Regions from separate parts of the Columba livia genome. Here region 1 is linked to region 2. The links are chromatin contacts, called in public Hi-C maps. All regions are on one chromosome and are shown on one strand. Each heading gives the region's core, a stretch centred on a gene start, on an enhancer-like site or on the middle of the called end of the contact. The rest is flanking DNA. Distances are from core to core; before and after follow the strand shown. Region 1 holds the start of UBE2B (ubiquitin conjugating enzyme E2 B). Region 2 holds the start of DDX46 (DEAD-box helicase 46).

The links. A called contact is a pair of places that touch in the nucleus more often than the background predicts.
Region 1: a Hi-C map of crop shows a contact between it and region 2, with 2.1 times the contacts expected there. The contact joins the promoter of UBE2B here to the promoter of DDX46 in region 2. A contact is called at or near these places in 2 of 2 Hi-C or Micro-C datasets (crop and liver).

Annotation. Positions count from the first base shown.
Region 1 is chr14:10,288,168-10,292,410 of bColLiv1.pat.W.v2, forward strand. UBE2B (ubiquitin conjugating enzyme E2 B) reads right to left here and starts at 1,665. Exons shown (of 6, transcript XM_065029992.1): 1 at 1,451-1,665. The coding sequence starts at 1,494.
Region 2 is chr14:10,085,855-10,089,780 of bColLiv1.pat.W.v2, forward strand. It overlaps DDX46 (DEAD-box helicase 46), which reads right to left and starts at 2,172. Exons shown (of 24, transcript XM_065029963.1): 1 at 2,033-2,172. The coding sequence starts at 2,049. CAMLG (calcium modulating ligand) reads right to left here. Exons shown (of 4, transcript XM_065029969.1): 4 at 2,336-3,926.

The sequences.
Region 1 (4,243 bases), core at 415-2,914, 200 kb after region 2:
AAACATGTCTGATTGCAATCCTGAAAAATTACTTAGTTCCTCACCCTAAAAAAAAATGAAAAACACTGGTTCATGTCATCTGTGTAACCAAACACAAAAGACTGAGTATCCTCCTTTGATTTGAACAGGAGTCAAGCAACACCTGCTCAGCAAACGCCACCACCCAAACGCAACAGAGGAGACAGGCTCCACATCTCAAAAACCTCCAGCTTTCGGTAGAGTCACAAATCAGGCTTTTACAGCTGCAGTTTTACATGCAGTCACGTAAAGCAACGACACCACACGTCAACTGTTTACTGATGTATTTTCAGATACTGGTCTAACACAGCTACGCTAAAAAAAGAGTCACTATCAAAGCTGACTCACCTCCAACAACTTACGAGCGACTCCGGTCCAGGGAAATCATACGACATTATTGCAAAGCTTACAAAAGACCCCCACACCTTTTTCCACACTATTCTAAGTGTGTTTACATGTGAGACTGGAAATAAATTATTCTACAGTCTGTGGTTCGGTCATTAACATTTAAAAGAGTGCAACTAATAACTGCATCTTCAGCTGTTTGTGTATGTTATACAGGAGAGTCTTGATTGAAAACCTTAGAATGGCATGCGCACAAAAACATTAAAGGCCATCTTACTTTTTTTATTACATACAGACAAATCAAGCGTTTGCTAATTCTTTGCGCTTCATTTTCCGATGTCCGTCCCGAATTGCGCCTGTTTCCAGAGCTCGTCAGCCCAGCAAGCCCCAAGCGCCAGCAGAGCCCGGTCCTTTCGGAACACGGGGCCAAAGCTTGTGCGAGGAGCGGGAGCAGCGGGGGGCACGGCACGAACACCCGGCCCCGCACCGCCGGGCCCCCCAGGGCAAGGGCACCCCCGGACACTCACACCTGACCCGACACCCACCGCAGCCCCCGCCCCACCGCCCGCGGGGAGGCTCCCCGGCCCCGGGCCCTCCCTGTGCGGGCGGCCGGGCCCTGCCCTTGTTTTGGAGGCTCCGCTTCAACTTTTATCCTCAGACGCCCCCAGCCGTCGACGCACAGGCGAGGCGGGCGGCACAAAGCCGGCCCTGCAGGGCAGGATCCTCCGCTCCCCCTCCCAGCCCCGCTCCCCGAGAGGGCGATGGGGGAAGCCGCCGGCTCGGAGCGCTCCGGTCCCGCGGCACCCAGCGAGGGAAGACCCGGGAAACGGGGACTCGGTGCCAGCCCCCCCGGCACAAAGGAGCGGGGCCGGAGGGACGGCCCGGGACACGCCGCCCCCGTGCAGCTCCTCGCCGCTGCCCGCGGGGACGGCTTCCCCGGCCCGGACGAGCCCGAGCCCGAGCCCGAGCCCCGCAAACGGCCGGGTCAGGCCCACGGCCGAGCGACGCTTCCCCCACTGCCGGGCCGGCGCCGGCTCCGTCCCCCAGGGGGAGTCCCCGCTCTCCGCCATGCCGGGGTCCTGCTCACCTCTTGAAGTCGCGCATCAGCCTGCGCCGCGCCGGGGTGGACATGATCGCCGCGGGGAAAGAGTCCGCGGCCGCAGCGCCGCCTCCCTCCACCGCCGCCTGCACAAACAACCCGCAATGGCGTCTCCCTCCGCGGGGGGCGGGCCGCGCCGCTGGGCCGGGCGACGTCGCGGGCTCCGGGGGGGCGGCTGAACCCGGGCCGGCCCACCGCACCGCACCGTGGGGGGAGGCGCCTGCGCAGCTCCGCGGGCCCGTGAGCGCTCCCCGCGGTACCCCCGCACGTCCAGCCGCAAAAAGGCTGCGGTATCGGACCCTGCCGTACCCGGCTCCGTGAGTCCGGCTCCATCACCCCTGTGGCAGATACAGTTTTGTTTTGGTTTAATTACAGTTTGGGGCTTAAAGAAAGCAGATTTTGGCAAGGGCGAAACAGCAACATTCTGCTTTTAACTTGGAGCTGCTGAACAACCTCAAACTTGAAATGGCACAAGGAGTGAGAAATCGTTTTACAAAAATATTTGTACCCACTTGGCTTATGCGCTGAAGGGGAATAATAGGGAACCAGGGCAGGGATGTTAATATTTGTTTTTTTAATCCTATTATTCCAACAGACTCGAGCAGATCTCTTTGAAGTCATGACCTAATTCTTTTGTGGAGCCTTGGACGTTAGCCCCAGAACTTGGATTTGTGTGACTACATGTGCCTCCTTGCTTTTCCTTCAGAAGATTTTAAGGAGGTCAAAACATCATCAGACTCATAATGAAGTGACAGAAATAAACATTCTTTATCCTCTGCCTGTTTCTTTTGCCCCCGGCTCTCCATGTGCTTGAAAAGCTTGGATCCTGGGTTTAATTTAGCACAAAGCTCCTAGCTGCTTTTTGCCCAAGTTCATGCCAAACCCACACTGCAGCAGCTCCACTGACACAGGTTACTTTAGACACAGCTGACCCGAGTGCTGCTTGGTTTTTACCTTTTACCAGGATTTCACCCTGCAAGGTCTTATGCTCTGAACACTTTTTATCCCAACGTGAAAATATTCAGATGCTAAAAGTGAGATATAAGCACAGGAATTCACGTAAAGCGTGATACTGCAAGGGAATGTAATAAGAAACTGTCATTCTGCAGCCACTAAAACATTATTCCCCACACTAGCCAGAAATGGTTCCCAACAAACAACTCTCTCTGCTGGATTTTCCTCCTCCTCCCATCACATGGACATTTGGATCTTACATTCCACTGCTGCTCCTCTGGCTTTATACAGTTTATATTTAGCTCCAGCTAATTCGTACGGGAGAAGGCAGACTGTAAAAAACAAGTGCAAGCTTGGACCTGTATAAATAATGAACAGCAGTTTAGGAACATTCATTATTTCACTCCTAACAGGTGCTCTAGCACCCCCTACCCCGGGGGCAGCTCTGCCCTTTGAACATCAAGTGCCCCTCAAGCCCCCCAGACTCCAAGCTCAGGACCTGCACTGAGAATAAACACAAAGCAAACCCCAAACAGCAGGCACCACACCAGAACTAAATCAAATCCTATGTTGTTTCCACCTGTCTTCGGAACTTTTTCAACAACAGCTCAGCAGTGACATTGGGAACAGTGTGTTGATGTTCTTGAACAGAAAGTTTTCCTTTTAATCCTATCTGGCAGTTCCATAGGTGTGGCTGGTAGTTTTATTAATAAATGGAAACCTTTTTTTTTTTTCCTTTGAAGAACTAATTGCAACTTCTGCTCTGTTGATTGTATGGCACGTGCAGGTTTTAAAATGGAGTTAATTGGCGATAATTTCAAAAAATCACTCCCAACTGTAGTGATAAGAGGCTCTGCCCTTGCCAAGGTCTAGAACATGAATGAATGTTTTCTTTCTACAAACTTCTTGAATAGTACTGAAACATATACAATAACTTTCTGATCAGAAAGTTGTTTCACATTCAGTTTTATCCCTATTTTTTCCCTCAAAAGTGATATTTGTTAAGGGATTACATTAAATAAAGAAGTAGCATTTTGCAGCACGGTCATTCTGTAGTAATACTCGAGTACACACAACATTTGTGTAGCACTTTGCAAACCCCATGCATTTCTAAGGTAACTGTCCTGTTGTGAGATGAGAAGCTTGAGAAGTAACAGTGAAACCAAACTACTTGTTTTCCTGTTTGTTAAAATAACCCATCCTCCCAGTAACCTCTATGTTTTTTGTTTTTTTTTTTTCCAGGTCACTCTCATGCTGCCGTGTCCCTCTGGGAAGAATTATTTATATTAACATCAGCCAAGCCCAAGACTCCAAAATTAGGGAAATGAACAAGCCAAGTCCCCGTTTAGAAACTGTTTTTGTTCTCATTCATTACAGCAGCTGCTGAGGAGAGACAATACTTCATGTGGCAAAAAAATGATTGCTTTGCTCATCCTCAGCTCCCATATAGGAGCCACTAAGCAGTGCCACAGTGAAGAGGAGAATCAGGGGGTTATTTGATCTACGCAGCAGCAGAGCTGGACGCAGCTAGTGTATTGATCCAATGTGTCTGATTCCCAGCCCACCTTCCAGAGCCCTGGAGCCCTCTGTGCCTGTCAGGCCCACCAACCCTGCTTCAAGCTTTCAAGAAAAATACTAGACCCAAAAAATCCCTGTGTAGACCTAATCAACCCATCCTCTTTGACAGGAAACTACTGATGGTTGTTGTTTGGCTGTATTTCAGTGAAGAGTGCTCCTATTTACCGCCTACAGAACGATGAGTGCAGCCAAACCCACCGCACCCGCCTCCTTCTCTCCACCAAACCGGCTGACGAGATTTAACACTTG
Region 2 (3,926 bases), core at 922-3,421:
GGTTTTAGAGTACTACTATAGGCACATATAAGAAAACTAGAACACCAAGAACAATTTCCTTTTTAGAAATCCACATATTTCCATTATACACACAGAAAGACTAAGACCCTTTGAAGTTATCTCAAAATTTGTCACAGAAATAAAACTGCTCTTTGTTGCTTTTTATACTATATACAATTTTTACACAGGTATACTAGGTAAATTATACCTCCGCTCAATAGAAAAGCTGCCAAAACATCATACATGGAAACATAAAACCCTGAGCCTAAGTGACAAGCGTACAAGTCACAGAGGGACCTCGACTACGACCATCTCCTCTTCCTCCAATTCCCGATTTTCAGCAAACAAGTCAGAATAACTCTCTTGCTCGCCCTCCCACAGCCCAGGACTCGCAGGCCCCTTCTCCCAACAGGCTTAGCAGGCAGGAAGAAGCACCAAGGGCAAGACTTCAGGCCCCACACCTCCTTCTTTTCCTTCCGCTGTTGCCACCCAGGGTTATATTACACCAGTATCAGCACTAAAAATAATACTGTTTATTTCAGCAAGGTGGTATATTTAGGTATCATGTACATTTGGAATCAGTACAGTAGCAGCATGATATCCATGTACTGCCTATCAGCAGTATAACTGAATGCAAAACACATCTGTCAGTGTTAGTATCTCTAATTTCTTTCACATCTCTGTCACAAAATGTCGTGAGATCTGCTCCATACTCCCCCCTTTTCTAAACTTTTTATTTTTTTTACATTTTCTTCTACAGCGTGCAATAAAACTGAGTGTATGATTTCAGGTTTCAAAAGCCCTGGTCTGATGCATATTTCCAACTCCAGCACATGCAGCCCACCCAATTCATCTCCACCCACAATTCATTCTCACCCTCCTATTTCTTCACTTTTAAAACTTTTTGTAGGTATTCAAATAGAAAATTAATACAAGTTGAAACCCACTTCTTACATTATTTTTAGCCCAAACAGAAAAAACCTTGTATTTATCAGAAGAGTGGCCGAACTGTGATAAACAAGGGAGTCCTGCTCACTGGAGTGCCAGCACTTTGGCATTCAGTTCCCAGGAGATTTTGCAGCCTGAGTCTCTAGTGGTGTCCTGCTGGCAACAATTAATTCGCTAGCTAGTTCAAAACTAATTTAGACATATCTATGGGGAGGCCCAGCTCTTCACCGAATCATGAAGTTGAACCTAAGGCAGTTATTAAAATTTCAGCTCATCTGCCCCTCTCAGTATAAATCTCAGTTATGGATCTAAGGAGGCTGTTACAGTGTGGGGACAACTGCAAGCAGGGACTATTCTGTCACAGCTGCAGAGTTAAAAGCTGATAGTTAAATTAGGAAATAGAGACATATGCCACAACTGCACTTGTAAACTACGGAGTTGATTTAAAGCCTGATAGATGTGAGCAGCTCCAAATCATCTGGCAGCACGGGCTTAACCCGAAACACACAAAAGTGCACGATCCCGTTACTGCTGAGTTAATTACAGCACCTCACCAGGTGTTTGTACAAGCTACGAGAGGACGAGAGACACGTGATCCTGCATAAACTTCAAAAGAACCAGCAAAACCGTCTAATCCAGGTCAGAAACGCTACCCGACTAATGATGCCGTTGCTATTCATTCTCGAAAGGCAGCGCCCGGAGGGGCTCGGGGGGGCCAATGCCCCGCACCACAACCAGGCGCTTGGTCCCCGCGTCCCCCCGCGCAAAGCCGAGCGGCTCCGGGCCCGCGGCCACAGCGGCTTCTCCGAGCGGCGGACGGAACGGGCAGCGCAGAGCCCCTCACAGCGCCTCGGCCGGGCGGCTGGAACGGGCCCTGAAGCCCGGCCCGGAGCCCCGATCCACCTCAGAGCGAGCTCCTCGCCCCCCGCGCCATGCCCGGGCCCTGCCGTGTTGGCCCCGCCGCCGCCCTCAGCGTGCCCGCCGCCGCCCTTTGTTCCCCCTCACGCAGCCACCCGCACTCGCCCGAGGGAGCCGCCAGCCCTGGCGCGGGCCAAGCCGGCGACAGCGGCCCCATTGCCCTCACCTGGACTCCCGGCCCATGGCGGCGGCGGCGGCGCGGGCCCTGCTCTAGACGGCGGCGGCCATTCCGCGCCTCAGCGCCCGGGACGATGAGAGGCGCGGCGGGAAGCTGCCGCCCCCCCGCTTCCGGCCCGCCGCCCGCCTGCCGCGCCCCCTGGCGGCCGGAGGACGCAGAGCCGGAACAGCAAAAAGCGGGCAGGAACGGGCAGCGCGGGCAGTCCCGCCCGTCGCAACCGCCCGGGCTGCCCCGGCGGGACTCCCGGTGCGGAGCTACAACCCCCTCCCCAGACAGGACAAACCGCCAAGGAAGGGGGTAACAAACATACTTTTAATAGAAAACAATCAGTTTGGCAAGAAACATTAAAATATAATTATGTACATGAACAGAATAAGATTAAAACGGAATAAAAGGGACAAATTCCTTGAGCAAAGGTGAGGAAGCAGCTGCCCCTCCTGGCGCCCTGCCGGTTCCAGGGAGGTTTCCTCCAGCTCACTCTGAGTTCGTCGGACAAAACTAAGTGTTTATGGACTGAAAAGTTCCAGGTCAGGTCTCACAGCAAGATTTCTGTCACTGCTTGAGAATAAAACCCACTTCAGCTTTCCCTGCAGGGCTGAGTGAACACATAGTAGGTGGGACAGCTCTTTTCTCAGCATTTCACTCATTGGGATTGAAATCTTCACACTGAGGATTAAAAAAAACCATTGCCTTTGCAGATGTTAGTAGCCAGTATTTTTGCAATTTATTTGTATTACATTTGGGCATATAAATAAGGTCAGAACAAGTCTAACTTTTGAGCAAACTCATTTACGTATCTCAACCTTAATTTAAATGGCAGCTATTTCAATTCGCTGAAGTTCCTAATACAAATGCAAAGCTTCCGAATCAATATTTGTGCTAATAGACCTAAGTCAGAATCTTCTGCAGCGCAGCCCTGGACAACTGTAACATGATACAGACCGAAAATATTCAGTAAAAAAGAAAATTGTCAAATCAAAACACAGGCTTTTTGTTTTCATGCAACAAACATATATTTAACTTAGGGGTTAGAAATGCAGTGCTAAAATTAAATCAGGAAGCTTTAACAGAGAAGATTAAGCAGAAAGCAGGGCTATTTGCTTTAAAGAGGCATAATTAAAGGTTTATGCTCCCCAAAAAACTTCCGCAAATACCAACAGAAATAGGTATTTCTCTATGTTAAAAAAAGCATTGGCCTAGATTATCTGAAAGTCCAGATTCTAAACAGAAAACTGCAAGTTGAAAATAACAGCAAATTTAGCTTCAATAGAAATCTTCACAGATTATCGTTTAAGCTACTTGGAATGACATTCCTCTCAGTGTGCAAAATTCATGAGATTGAAAACTAGAGCAGTTGCTACTTTACTGTGTCCAGTGACAGGACCCATCTGTATTTGTCATTATTTCACCTGTGTGGCTGGACATCCACAGAACAAAATACAAAGCACTAGTGTCCCTTCATACTTAGATCTTCATGTGGGAGTCAACTCAAAGCACTGGTTTTTATTTCACTGTCTCTTGGAGTATTTAGGATTTAAAGAGGAATGGCTACTATGATTTCCCTGCGCTAATTTCCAAAACACACCAAAAAAATAAAGGTAAATAGCTCTGCTGAACCAAAGGCTGTGTGCTGTTGGTTTGTAGTATTACACAGCAGGAGCAGAACTCCTCCGCAATTAAGATCCTGTTTACATGCAAATATCTGGTAATAAACAATCTGCAGAAATTAGTGTCATATTAAAGGTTGTCTTATGGAATCTGGGAAGGAGCTACAAAAAAAACAAAGTACTTCCTTCCCTTGGCAGTTTTATGTTTTCTAGAGCAACCAACTGATGCTGCAGGTTGGTTGCCAACGTATACAAGCTTCTCCTCATGAGATGAA